3 separate regions of the Sus scrofa genome follow, and all the other regions are linked to region 1. The links are chromatin contacts, called in public HiChIP or PLAC-seq maps. All regions are on one chromosome and are shown on one strand. The core of a region is the stretch at or near the end of the contact, and the rest is flanking DNA. Distances in the headings are between cores, read along the strand shown. Region 1 holds the start of LOC110260476. Region 2 has its middle 36 kb from the start of EBAG9. Region 3 holds the start of EBAG9 (receptor-binding cancer antigen expressed on SiSo cells).

Region 1 (4,436 bases), core at 133-2,632:
CAATGAAGGTAATGCAGTCCAGCAGTGGACAGAAGTAATCAGATTCAAGACATTATTTCTACAGTAGCATGGAGTTCATTTGTAATTTCCGCCCTGTGAGGGCCATGTGAGGGCGGAAAAAGTCAAGAAAGACTTTGAGGTTCTGACTTGAAACCTTCATAGTGGCAGGGGTTTCTGTTGTTGGGTCCCCAGATTTTTTTATTCTCAGTTCTCAGAAGGGAACGCAGAAGCAGCTTAACAGTTTGACTTTAACAGTTCCCGCCTATCTACAGTATATGTCCTTGGGACATAATTTTCGAGCTAATAGATTGCAGGGGCCATCCTGGAACATCACTTTCCTGAAGCCCCTCTCTGAGATAGGGGTGGGTATAAAAGTATGAATTAATCACCTCTTCCCCCAAATAAAGAATCTTAAGATTACCAACTTCACACATTTTAGAGATCTGATTGAAAAGACATGAAGATGTATGGAATAAAATCTCTTTAGGGATATAGAGGAGGCAAATTGATTTCACCTCATCGTCTGATTTCAGGCTCTTTCTAAGATTCACACTGTACAATCCTATGTTTGAAATTTTAGGGCTCAGAAAAAAATGCTCTTTGGAGGACAGAATGAGATGGTGGTGTTCAAACTATTTTCAAGGATCATAGTCCTCCCATGTAGAACACTGAGTGTATTGATCAGACTGTTCCCTGTTCACGTTGCTGCTTAGATATTCTCCAATTCTGAAATAAAAGGCATCAAAGTTATTCATATAGAGTTTCCAGCCATTTGGAAAGTTTTGTTCCATCAGCTGGGTACAGCTGATTTGGGGGGGAAGTGGGGGGGTATTTGTTTTGTTTTCCTCATCTAATCCTCATAGCTACTCTTGAGGTATTATTATTTTTACCCCTCAAATTTAAGGAGGATAAATTTGAAGTCCAGAGAGGTCAAGAACTTTAGGTATAAAGGCACTCCCCTAGAAGGAAGTGAAGTGCTGCCTTGAACCGGTTTTCTGAGTTCAAGTGCAATGTTTCCAGAACCAGGGGCGGCTGCAGGTCAGAGCTGGAGAAAAGGCTGCTTTCGCTCTAAGCGGCCTGGCTTCCCAAGCCCACGGGAACCCGCCTCATTCTTTCCCTGCGGCGTTGCACTGCCAATGCCGAGCCCATCTGATGCAAATCCGCCACAGAGAATCGCAACCTTGGAGATCCCAGAACCCATATGCTGTGTCAGTCCTGCAGCATTGCTTGGCTGGGGTGTGGGCAGAGGGGGACCCGCCCAGTGTCTCTCTAGGGCGATAATTGTGGGGAGCTGTATGTTGACCTAAAACCGAAAGGGCATGGAGGGGCCGCGAGGGAGAAACTTTCCCTTTCTCCATTTTGGTTCTCAGTGATATCACAGCTTTAATGGGTTCTTCAATCCGACGTGCACCCCCTTCAAACCCGATACGAGGTGCCAGAAAAAGGGGTGTTGCGCATCTCCCGGCTGGAGATGTTCCGAGCCCCCGCCGGCCCCCTTTGGGTCTGTCCCAGAAGAGAGGGAGGGGCGCGCGGACCTGAGAGGGAAGTGCCCGCGGCAAAGTCGGGCTGACCCTGGGCACGGGGGTGCCTCCCCGGGGCTGGCAGGTAAGGGAAGTCCGGGAGAGTGGGCGGCGCCCGGGGAACGGCGGTGGCACCACGTGTCCGGCCGGGGCGGGGCGCCCGGGCGCGCCCTCGGAGCCAAGCGCGAACCGCGGCAGCGGCGGCGGCGCGTGAGCCCCGCAGCAGCCGCCGCCCGCAGCGCGCGCGGGCTCAGCGCAGTGTCCTGGCCCCGGTGCCCGCAGGTGCCTCCTCCTGGACGGCGGCAGCGGCGGCGCGAGGAGCCAGTGGGCTGCAGCGCGATGGGACCTCTTCGGGAGACCAAGGTAAGGAGGGCACGTCTTGCGGGTGCGGATGGCAGTGTCCGCCGATGTCAGAGGGAGAAGGAGGCGGGTCAGGTGAGAGCTGAAAAGGTTGGCGGACAGAGTTATGGTAGACGGGGACAAGGAGGTGCTGGGCACGATGAGAAGGCAGGGGAGCAGTTGCTCAGGTGATGAGACCTGGGAGATGGGGAGATGGTACTGGAGAAAAAGATTTGGAGGGTTGACAGTAGGATTAAAAAGATTAACTCTGGTGGGTTAATCCCATCCCCTGAAATTGGAGATTTCGGATCTAGCTCTCAATTGATGTTATCTGTGTGTGATGTGGATAAAAAGGATTTGATGTATTGGTGACTGAAAAATAAGGACTCCAGCATTGGTTCAGGGTCTGCCTTGTGCCAGCGGAGTGGCTGACGTGTGATACCTGCTGGGTGACCGATGTGCAGAACAAATCCAGAGGCTGGGTGCGGCTTGCGCCCCTGGATAGGGTGGATGCCTGAGCGACCGCAGGAGTTACCCGCGGCTGGGCTTTCCCTGCAATTTCTGCACTGCGAGGGCCTCCCAAAGCTGTTTGCTTTGGCAGCGACCCTTCCTGGTAAGCCGCGTGGAAATGAGCAGGAGGTCGTATTTCCAAATAGTGTTTGTTACCTAATCAGAAGCCCTTTTTCCTTTGCACAGGTTAGAGGGAGCAGTGGGTGGGTGGGTATGTGTGTGTGTGTGTGTGTGTGTGTGTGTGTGTGTGTGTGTGTGGTTTTTCTTCCTTTTTTCTTTCTTTCTTTCTTTTCTTTTCTTTTTTTTTTTTTTTTTGCCAAGAGCTCCTCCTAAGAATCCATTTTAATAAGGAAGGGTGGTGGTGACCCCAAAAAGCACCAGACTTCTGGCCTGTTCTGCTTCTAGATGATGTGCAGCAGTCTTGGCTAAGCATCTTTAGCTCTTTTATCTTCAGTTTCCTCATCTATAAATAGGGACACAAATTAGTGTCCTCTCTATGGCCTGGGTTGTAAAAATTAAACAAGGTAATGGTTGGGAATGCACTTTAAAAATTGAAAAATATGGACAAAATATTACTTTTTTAACATTTTTTAAAAGCCAAAGCATGGCCCTCTGCATTTAATACTGTGTTTTAAAGGAGAGAGAGAGAAAAAACAATCTCTTCATATGGGTGTCCTATAAGGAAAACAAAAGCTAAACATGATGTGAAAGGTGGAGCCATCTTACCGGGTATTGGATTTTTGTTTGCTTTTCTGTTGGCAACAAGCCTGTGTACCAGGATATTAATGAATAATTAAGATCCTGGCCAGAAGAGGGGGGATTTGAAAGATAAGACTGCATGATCTCTCAGAAAAGAATTGTTCCAGGTATATGGGTTTACTTTGTGAGGAGACAGGAAAGCAGAAGTCAAAATGTCACAGCTAATTCAGGGAAAGCAAAATGGAAGTCTGGAGGAAACCAAGTAATAAGCCGGAATATTCTGTGAGTTATAAAGAGCCTTTGGAAAACTGAACACTTGAATGCGGTAAGTGAAGCCAGAGCAGGAAGGTGAGTTAGGAAATGCCTGAGAGAACGAATAGCCTTTCTGTTAGTGGCTGGAAGAGTGTGTGTGGGAGGGTGTGGGTGTGTGTGGGGGTGTGGGTATGAGGGTCTGTGTGTGTGTGTTACATCCGTGCTTTAATAAATAGGAGAATTAGCTCTCAGTGGAAGAGTTTTTGACCTCATTTTAGCATCTGAAACAAGGACTACTCTGAAGATTCAATATTCAGAAATGTGATTTCTTAGAAGCTAAGCCCAAAACGAGCAGACTGGAGTTCAGAGGGGGCAACAGGTATCCTTTTGTTTTCTTTCTGATGTCCAATTTGGAGAAGGAGCAGAGAGTGCAGCATCACGAAAAGGAGATTTCCCGAAGCCGGATTCCCCGTTTGATTCTTCGGCCCCACCTGCCTCAGCAACAGCACAAAGTGTCCCCAGCCTCTGAGTCTCCCTTCTCGGAGGAAGAGAGCAGAGAGTTCAACCCCAGCAGCTCTGGGCGTTCAGCGAGGACCGTTAGCAGCAACAGCTTCTGCTCAGGTACAGTAGCCATGGGAATGAAGGCATGAAGTGTGGACATTGCCGGTGCATTTTGAATGGAATCTAGACTGTCTTAGAGTCTAGGACTGGACTTCTGTTATTAGAATGAATGGTATGAGGTTGCATCTTTTTGCTTGTTTTGACCTACAAATACAGCAGTTTCAAGTAGTTTAAGCTAATGGAGTTTCAATACCTGTTTTTATATGTTATTCTAGTTTATAATTTACTATGTGAAGTCTAACTTTTACTTCTGTGACTGTAAAATGGATCCTTTGGTTAAATCTAGAAAATGTATTAGCTTCCATTTTTTACTAGTAACCTTTGTAGCCTATGTACTTCTATTTAGGGAATCCCCAAAGATAAAGCAAGTCCTAATGAATGAGGTCAAGATCAAGGAAGTTTATATCCCAAGACTGGTCTTCTAGGACGGGCCTGACCTTGTATTTCAGAGGGAAAGAGCATGGGCTTTGTAAGCTTACAGGTCTGAGCCGGAAT
Region 2 (4,379 bases), core at 340-2,839, 79 kb after region 1:
AGAAAGAACGCCTGGAACATCTGGCATTGAAGGCCAGTGGGGCTTGTGCGCAGGAGCTCTACAGGACTGGGGGAGACGGAGACCCCATTCTTAAAAGGTGCACACAGACTTTCATGTGCACTGGGTCCCAGGGCAAAGCAACGTCACCATAGAAATCTGGGTCAAACCTGACTGCAGTTCTTGGAGGACATCCTGGGAGAACAGGGGTGAATGTGGCTTGTGAGGGAAGGACATTGGAAGCAAAGCTCTCGGGAATATTCAGCAGCTGCCTTTCTCTGGAGGTGGCCATTTTGGGAAAATCTGGCCCCACCCGTCAGTCAGTGCTGAGAAGCCCCAGGGCAAACAACAATCCAGGTGGGATCACAGCCTCACCCTTCAGTAAACGGCTGCCTAAAGACCTCTCAGGCTCACAGCTGCCTCTAATCCCATCTGGAGACTAAGCCCACCCACCAGAGGTATTAGAATTAGCTCCACCTACCAGGGGGCAGGCATCAGCCCCTCCCATCAGGAAGCCTGCAGCAAGCCCCCATACTGACTTCAGCCCTGAGTGGGGCAGACATCGAAGTAAGAGAGGCTACAACTCTACTATCTGTAAAAAGGTCACCATACCAGGAGTTCCCATCGTGGTGCACAGTGGGTAACGAATCCGGCTAGGAACCATGAGGTTGCGGTTCGTTCCCTGACCGAGCAAGTGGGTTAAGGATCCAGCGTTGCCACGACCTGTGGTTGCAGACACAGCTAGATCCCGCGTTGCATTGGCTCTGGCATACGCCAGCAGCTGCAGCTCTGATTTGACCCCTAGCCTGGGAACCTCTATAGGGCCGAGAGGAGCGGCCCTAGGAAAGGCAAAAAGAATTCTCCGTCAACCACAAATGTTTATTTTGGGGGCGTTTTTGTTTCTTTGTTTGTTTTGGCCACACCCACAGCAGGCAGAAATTTCTGAGCTAGGGATGGAACCTTGCACCACAGCAGTGACAATGCTGGATCCTTAACCACTAGGCCACCAGGGAACTCCACAAATGTTTATGTTGATTATTACGCTGTTGGCCGATGATCACAAACAGCAACTTTCTTTGTTGTCTTAATGACCTATCTTTCTTTATGTAAACAAGAAGACTCAAAGAAAGTTAACCCACTTGAAACTTTGGACACTGTATAACACCTGTTATACCCATGGAAACACAAATTTGTGCAAAGGTAAAACTAGAGACCCTGGAGCAGTCATTCCATTTTTCTCCTCCCTCCCTTCCCCCACCTTCTCCGCCTCCTCCTTTTCCAGGGTTTCAAAGTGTATAGTCTGTGGAAAATTACTCCTTTTATTCAGAACAAAGTCCTTCACAAACAAGTCCCTCGGAGTCAATAAAAGATAGAACATAGCTTGCGTTCCGGAAGCCCAAGGCGTTGGCTGGTTTTGTGGACAGGATGATCTGATCCCATAGAAAGAAGCACCTCAAAGTTGCTTTCTGTAATTTGGGTGTCTGTGATGTACAAACAGGCAGGAAAATGGAAAAAAGAACAATTCCACTCTATTGAACAAAGCTGCTGTCCCATCAAAGCAAATGTTAAACATTTCCTACAGTTATGTGTGCAAACATTCCAATTTACAAGAAAAGATTTTTCCCAGAGGGATATGCTGACCTTTCCAAGCTGAGCTGTTCAGAAAGGGGGAAAAAATGCAATACACTCAGATGCCAAGAGTTTCTGACATTTGTGGCAGGAGAAAAAGGAAGTCTGTGATTTGCATTTGTCATAGGCCCTGCCTAAGTAGAGGTTGGGTGTGATATGTTTTTCTCTTGAGGGTTTTTCATTTTAAAAGTTCTGGAGTGGTTTCTGACTTCCATTTTGGCTCACCGAGAATTTTTACAAAATTCTTTTATTCCCAGTCTTACCAGGTGAAGTGTGCACAATGAAGGAATAACTTGGGCAATTAAAAATAGCAATTTATAGCAATCAAATCTTGAAAGAATGTCAACAAACTCCCAATGGTCCTAAAAAAAAACAATTAGAAAGTCCAAATAGAATACAACATGTTTATGTTGGGTAATTATTTTTAAACCACTGGAAAACATGCTCCACTTTGACTACTGATTCTCCCTCAATCACAATGATTGTGATAACTGACAGTTCTAACAATGATTCCAAAGAATTTTAAAATTAAAGGTTTAAATGCTTTAGCTGAAAAGAGTTTGTGCTAAAAGATTGGACTATTTTAGCTGAATTTAAGTTTTGTGAAAGTGTATCTCTCTCAAAATAATTTTTCAACATAGAAAATCCAATTCACAAAACCCATAAAAGTGAAGTTTTTGCAACAGGGCACCAGGCCTGGAGACCTCCCAATGGCTTTCCTCTCATCTCCTGCAGTGGTTCCAGGGTCACCTCTGAAAAGAGCTTGAAAACCAGTTTTCTATATACTAGATTCTTTGAAAACTTTCAGTTCATGTAAGATCTCCTGTGTGGTGACTCCCAGGTCACTGGAAGAATAAGTACTCTGGGTAATGCCGAAGGACTCAGTCCTGTACTAAAAAATGAATGCTAAATGGAGATGTTTTCTAACCTCTTCTCACAAAACTTTGTTTGCCTCTGTTTTGTTGATTTGACTTTGAAGAGGGTCTCTCACTCCATGAGGCCATGGAGGCATCTGGGATTATGGCTGTGAATGATGATGTAAAAGCCACGGTCCAGACTCCCCTGGTAAATGCTACTAAAGGCAGGCTCAGAGCTTTCTGCTCTCCTGGCCCTAGAGTTCCTCCTCATGGTAATTTTATCTGACCCACCTTCAGAGATATTTTCACTCTTGTTCCTTGAAAGTGTCATTTCTGATCAGTTATTTGAATAACAGAAAATTAAATTTTTGCCAGACTATAGCTTTAATGGGCTGGAATATAAAAACTATCAACAACAGCAGTATTTTCTAATTTGATGGTACAGTAAGATCCTTCCTCCCCTTCCTTACAATCAAGCAGCTCACAGTGCTTGAAATGGTTTGCCAGCCTCACTTTCTACAGTAAACAATAGGTGCTGGCATTTTAAATTGACCTTTAATTCTTCTGAACCAGCACATTATTTCTGGCTTGTTGGTTGTAGGGAGAAAATGAAAAACGAAAGCAGCCTTAGTAATTTTCACACTGAAAGCTGTACATGGAAAAAAGTTTTAAAAATGATCACCCACGTACCACCTTACTCTGCAAAGCTTCCTTCGAATCATGACAGATAGGCAATTATGAGATTTCAGGTGCACTTGCAGAGCTTCAGAAAGGAATCAAAATCACTTGTGTGATTTAAACTTAAATAGGGCAAGGTAAATATATTTCCATTCTTACGCAAGCTTACTTTTATTTACCACTACAATAAAATATTGAGGTTAAAAAAAGTTTTAAATTTATTTGAGGCCAATATATCTAACGATGATGTCATTTTCCCTGTAAAATAAGTAACCATTTTATTCAGGAATATTCAACAGGTTTGGAAATTGCTTTGCTATATAAATTAAGGATTCAAATTAAGATCTGAATATTTTAACAAATGAAACAAATTATGGGAAGAAATTAATATCTTATAATGAGCCAAAATTGACCTAAGAAACCATACCAATTTCTCTCAAGATACCACCAACTCAGAATATGTCCTTTGAATCTCCTATTCATGGAGATTTTTTTCTATACCAACCACTCTCTGTAACAGTTATGTTAGGAAGATAACCTGGACAAAGTCAAGGACACAGTTTATAGTAGGACAGTCTCTGTATACAGACTGCATGCATGAAAACTGTGACCTTGGCCTCATTTGAAATATGACTTAATTTAGTGAGCTAATTGGCCTATGCAAATGTATAAATTCAAACCACATTTCATTTTTCCTTAATTATAACATCTGACCCAAGTAACCTGGGAATACATAATTACATGGCATTGAACTTCAACCAGAATTGTTATTTATATGAAAATGAAAGCCAAGCTAATTTCTTTAATATTTATTAAATTAATTCCTAGAAATTCAAATAGGTGTTATCTACTCAAATAGTGTTAATTTGTAATATCATCGTCACTGAGTTCTTTAAGAACTAGAAAGGGGAGTTCCCATCGTGGCTCAGCGGTTAATGAAACCGACTAGCATCCATGAGGATGGGGGTTCCATCCCTGGCCTTGCTCAGTGAGTCAAGGATCCAGCGTTGCTGGGAGCTGTGGTATAGGTGGCAGACACGGCTTGGATCCTGCATTGCTGTGGCTCTGGTGTAGGCTAGTGGCTACAGCTTCAATTAGACCCCTAGCCTGAGAACCTCCATATGCCATGGGTGCGGCCCTAAAAAGACAAAAAACAAAAACAAAAACACTAGACAGAAATTCCTAAAGTCTCATTCTTTGGCAGCTCATAGTTCCATC
Region 3 (4,725 bases), core at 242-2,741, 120 kb after region 1:
GTAAGGTTCAGAACCATGAAGCAACCTAATCTCAGGCCTTCTGGACAAACTACGTCTCTAGGAAATCAACAGTAATGATAGTTTGGCTATGTCAAGTGAAAAAGATTCACCTAAAATTTTAAAGAATGCTGCATTTGAAACGGAAAGATTAAATTTATCTTTCTTCTGTATCATTCCATGTAAACTGTGCATCTTTTGAGTACAGTTCCTACATCACAATTCCTTAAATAAACCAAACCAAGGTCTATGTTGTTACATACCAAATAGGTCATTCACTGCTGTATCTTTAAAACGTATTTTTGATTTTGAAAATGTTGAAACACCATACTATCTGATCCAATACAGATTATCCTCAAATTAAGCTTGTAACTCTCTGAGGTAAGCGAAGGTGTATTACAAGCCTCCAAAAATAAAATCTACCCAAACTCACTTAAATTTGAAAAAGCTGACTTCGGCAGCGGCAAGTGAAGGGGAACTAGAAGTAGAATGTGAGAGAGGGTTGTAAAGTCGGAACACCGGATCATCTCTGACAACTCAGTCAGGCCCTCAATACGTGACACCACTGAGGCTCTTACAAAGGCAGAGAAAAGTCTCCTGAAAGATTCAAACGTAAGGAGTTTTAGAACCAAAATGCTTTAACTTCAGATTACCCACCTGAAATTGTCTGATGAAAAAAAAAAAAAAATCATGCCCACTGTACAGATGAGAAAAGTGACAGGAGCGATTTCAGGTTACACAATCCGACGCCATGCGCACCGCCTTTTGTGAAACGCTCTTAATTGCTCCTAGTGGGTGCCCAGAAGGCTGGGAGTAGGGTTTTGAAAAAATCTGCCAGGGAAGGAGCAAGGCCTGTAGAGGAAGGGCAGGAAGAACGGGAAAATTTCCCTGTGGAGGGCAGATTTAGGGGCTCCGGGGTTTCTGGGCCGGCGCACCGCAGGCCAGTCCCCCACGCGTGAGCGTGGCATGGTGAGGGCTGCGCGCCAGCGGCCGCTTCGGGTCGCGATTCCCTCACCCCAGAGGTCAACCTGACCCGGAAACAGTACCCCAGAGTTGCAGCCGGCTAGGGTGGGGGGAAACTGGGCGGAGGGGCGAAAGGGAGGAGGAAGGACGCGAAGTGCAGGGCAGAAAGGAGGGCTAACCCAGGAAGGGCAAAGGACACTCCCCCTCCCCCAGGGCCCGGGTCAGAATCGGGGTGAGGGTGGGGGAGGGAAGCCCCTCGCGGGAGCGCGCGAGCCGCACACACTCACCTGCCCCTCCCCCTCCCCGCCCGCCCGGCGGAGGCTCCGAGCTGCCGCGGGCCGCGCGCGCACACAAGGCGCGCGCACGCGCGCTGCCGATCTCTTCCTCGAGCTCGCGCTCCTGCCGTTCAGTCCCAGTCCCGCTCATTCAAAGCCGGGCGCGCGCTCCGTCTCTGGCGCCGTTGCCGCCTTGCAACTGCCATAGCCGCCCCCTCCTTGGGAAACCCTCCCCCTGTCCCACCCCTGCCCCTCCTTCTTTGCCCTCTAAGGCAGCTCTCCGTAGTCCCAAACCTTCACTTCCGCACCCCGCCCCAAATCCTGCCTTGCCCAATAGGCGAGAGGCTGTGGGTCCGGCGTTGGAGCTGAGAGCCAATAAGCGCTGCGGGAGCGGGCAAGTGGCTGCGGCTGGCGTGGCAGCAGCCCCGGCTCAGTCTAGAGTAGTTTTTTTGTGACCGGTGCTGGCTGGACAGGCTGTTCTGTTGCGGAGTTCCTGGGCTCATGTGGTGGTGTCCTACTTTCTATACAGAGTGCTTTTGCTCCAACCATTCCCATTTTCGTTAAACCCACAGAATCCCCCTGCCATATGGGACCAAGAGAAATCAGTGTTTAGACTGTGAAAAGTTAGGGCACCCCCGCTGTCTTAGGATGATGAGTCTGAGTAGGCCAGATCTCAATCATTCCACCACTTTAGGGTGGAAGAGTTCAGTTCAGGATTTATGTTCCTTCAAGCAATTTTTTTACTCCTCCAAGTAATCCAAGGAAATTGGATTTCCTCTAACTGAAAGTTAAAAAGTGGCACTTCACCGTGTCTCTGCGTTTGTTACTGGGTTCCAAACTAAGAAGTTCTGTGGTTCTCTTTTTGAAATCTGATTCTTTTTTGTTTCTTCTTAAACATTGTGCTATTAAAAGGCAGACATCTTTTGCTATTGTGGGCAAAGGGCCCTCATAAAATTTATCTGCTCTATTGATGCATTGTGACTGGTGAGAGAGGTTGAAAGTTTATATGATCAAAGGCTGAAAGCTGTTCATGCAAATTGTTCCTTAACCAGACTTTTTCTACCTGTTTTTTAGTTACAGTTACCTTTGTTCTGTCACCCTGATCAGCCCTTACCTACCCACTTAACTTTCTAGTACCTCTATTCCCACTCCCACTCCCACCCCACTCCACCCCACCCCAATCTGTACCACCTTTCTGTTAATAACTTAACTTGTTCATCCCCAAGAAGGGAAGAAAGAATGTTTCTCACTGTTGCTCTGGAATGATTCTGTGTAAACTTGGATAAATTATTCCATCTCTAAACCTCAGTTTCCTCCTTGGTAAAATGGCCACAATAGGGTCGGTCTACTTCATGGGTAATGTTTACAAAGCTTTTAGGGCAGAGTCTGACACAGACCAGACATTCACAGATAAGAACTATTACCAAAAAAAAAAAAAACAAAAACCTGTTACCACCTGCTAGTAGTGCTATGTTACTACTAGATCATTCCCAGTGACTACACCTCCCTAAGTCCACTTAACCCTCTGCAGTCCCTTAAAGGGTCACTTGACCTTCAGCAGATCTGTTCTAATCTTTAATCTCTTCAAATACCTAAATTCAATTAATTCAAAATTTCCAGAATTTTTTTGGATTTTAAAAATCCAATAATCTAAAATAGCCTACATCCTCACATGAACAGGTGTTCATAATGCTTTTCCTTAGTGACTTGTATTTTTGCTTCAAGTTATTTATTATATCCCTATGATATTTTATTTTAAAATTATTCCTCAGTTTTCTTTATTAAATTTTCCATTTGCAAATGAAACAAAAGGTTACCTTTTTCCGGAAACAAATGGTGAATATTTGCTTTCCAGCACAACAGTGAAACAAACAAAGCTTGCTTAAGACTGCAAACTTAAAACTTGCTTTTAAAATACATACAAAAGAATATTTAAAAATCATTTCTACTCTAGTTGTCAAGTAGTAATCCTATAATGGGGATCATAAGTGCCAATAATTTGGGGTCTTTACTGGGGACCACCTCTTGGGAGTGCGCAATTTGAAGTTCTGTCCTCTTGGGTGGTATGGGGATGGGAACCACCAAATGTCAAGTGGGGTGGAGCATAAAGGATAGACCCTGATGTATGAAAGATTTCTCTTTGTATTGCCTCTACGTCATGGGGTACAGTTAGTTCTACCTGCTTTCTGTCAGGACCATTTGCCCACTTCAAGGCTTCTGATCTGCCCCTGCCCAATCCCGATCACCAGCTTGATTTACTTGTTCTATCAGCTTCCAACCTACCACTTACTCTCTCAGGTTTAAGCCTGAATAGGCTTTCTTGTTCTGAGTTCTCCAGCTGGATCAACTGACCTCCCATCCCTGCCTGGGAGGTAGTGCAGACCTTGCAAAAACAGGGCAGTGCTTCCAGATCTTCCCAAGCTCAGTTCTCTGGCTTTTCATTAAAGGGATATATATTTTTTTCCTTAAGAACAATCTTAGACTTGCTGTTCTATGCATTAATAGCTTAATACATTAATAGCTTTTTATTGATGAGTAGCTGTTTCCAGTTGAATACAGATCATAAAGTCACATTCATTTCTTGATTAAGCAAAACAAAGCCTTGCAGCTTACAGAGTAAGAATTTTGAGCAGATAACCTTTGAAAGGAAAGGATTATCTGGTGATAATTTTAATGGATTGTTTTATTGATCTTTCTCTTCTTGCTTTCAAAATAATACATTTTAATATTATGGAAAATCACAGTTTATTTTAATATCCATAATCACCATTTAATAGTTAGGATAAATTTCTTAATAGAGAAACCCAAAACCCCGAAACAACTTTTAATTTTCTTTTCTATTAAAAGAAAATTAACTTTCTGTGAATCATTTAAATAAATATTTTTCATCATAATTATTGCTCTAGCATATCATCAATTGTTATTGTTACTGTTATTGCTAAATATAGGAAGACAAAGTTTAAGAAAATTTTTTTTTTCTTTTTCAGCCGTACCCATGGTATATGGAAGTTTTGCACTCAGAGCTGCAGCTTCGACCCATTCCACAGCTGCAGAAACCCTGGATCCTTAACCCACTGTGCCACAGTGGGAACTCTGAAGAACAAGTTAGAGTTAACCAAGTCCCTTCAGAAGAGCCCTGGATAGGGAAGAAGAAAAATAATCCATGTCTTTTACTACAGATGGATTTGAATGAAAAAATTGGGTGAACTCTTTACTCTATGTTCCAGTAGTGAGGTTCAGCAATATAATACCTCTTGGCTACTACCCATATAGTTATTAGAGCTATAATATAGTTTAGTATTATGAGCTAAGTAGACTTGATCTGAGCAAGTTCGACAATCTGATGCCATTTATTATTCCTAAGGGTAAATGTGTTGAGATTTTTACAAACAATAAAATGGTTTGAAATACAATTAATCTTATATGTGAACTGAAAACTTAAAAATAGAACAACACTGGAGTTCCCATTGTGGCTCAGCGGATACAAATC

The links. HiChIP or PLAC-seq counts read pairs in DNA pulled down with a chosen protein or histone mark.
Region 2: an H3K27ac HiChIP or PLAC-seq map of skeletal muscle shows a contact between it and region 1. The contact joins the enhancer-like site here to the promoter of LOC110260476 in region 1. A contact is called at or near these places in 2 of 5 promoter capture datasets (fetal liver and liver), 9 of 47 Hi-C or Micro-C datasets (embryonic fibroblasts, epiblast stem cells, fetal heart ventricle and 4 more) and 1 of 2 datasets of contacts at active chromatin or transcription factors (skeletal muscle).
Region 3: a contact with region 1 is called in an H3K27ac HiChIP or PLAC-seq map of skeletal muscle, with 2.2 times the contacts expected there. The contact joins the promoter of EBAG9 here to the promoter of LOC110260476 in region 1. A contact is called at or near these places in 1 of 5 promoter capture datasets (fetal liver), 1 of 47 Hi-C or Micro-C datasets (liver) and 2 of 2 datasets of contacts at active chromatin or transcription factors (alveolar macrophages and skeletal muscle).

Annotation. Positions count from the first base shown.
Region 1 is chr4:27,897,575-27,902,010 of Sscrofa11.1, forward strand. It overlaps LOC110260476, which reads right to left and starts at 1,383. Exons shown (of 2, transcript XM_021090801.1): 1 at 1,227-1,383; 2 at 1-1,224. The coding sequence starts at 1,383. The coding sequence ends at 1,040. It overlaps SYBU (syntabulin), which reads left to right and starts at 1,690. Exons shown (of 9, transcript XM_021089009.1): 1 at 1,690-1,883; 2 at 3,737-3,941. The coding sequence starts at 1,860.
Region 2 is chr4:27,976,167-27,980,545 of Sscrofa11.1, forward strand. No RefSeq gene overlaps it. Among named protein-coding and RNA genes, the nearest start is that of EBAG9, 36 kb to the right of the region's middle. Within about 2 kb of position 1,590, at least 8 of the 83 cell types and tissues checked have an H3K27ac peak or open chromatin away from gene starts, as enhancers often do. A contact at or near this core is called in fetal liver and skeletal muscle, where this site is marked.
Region 3 is chr4:28,012,479-28,017,203 of Sscrofa11.1, forward strand. It overlaps EBAG9 (receptor-binding cancer antigen expressed on SiSo cells), which reads right to left and starts at 1,492. Exons shown (of 7, transcript XM_013988048.2): 1 at 1,248-1,492.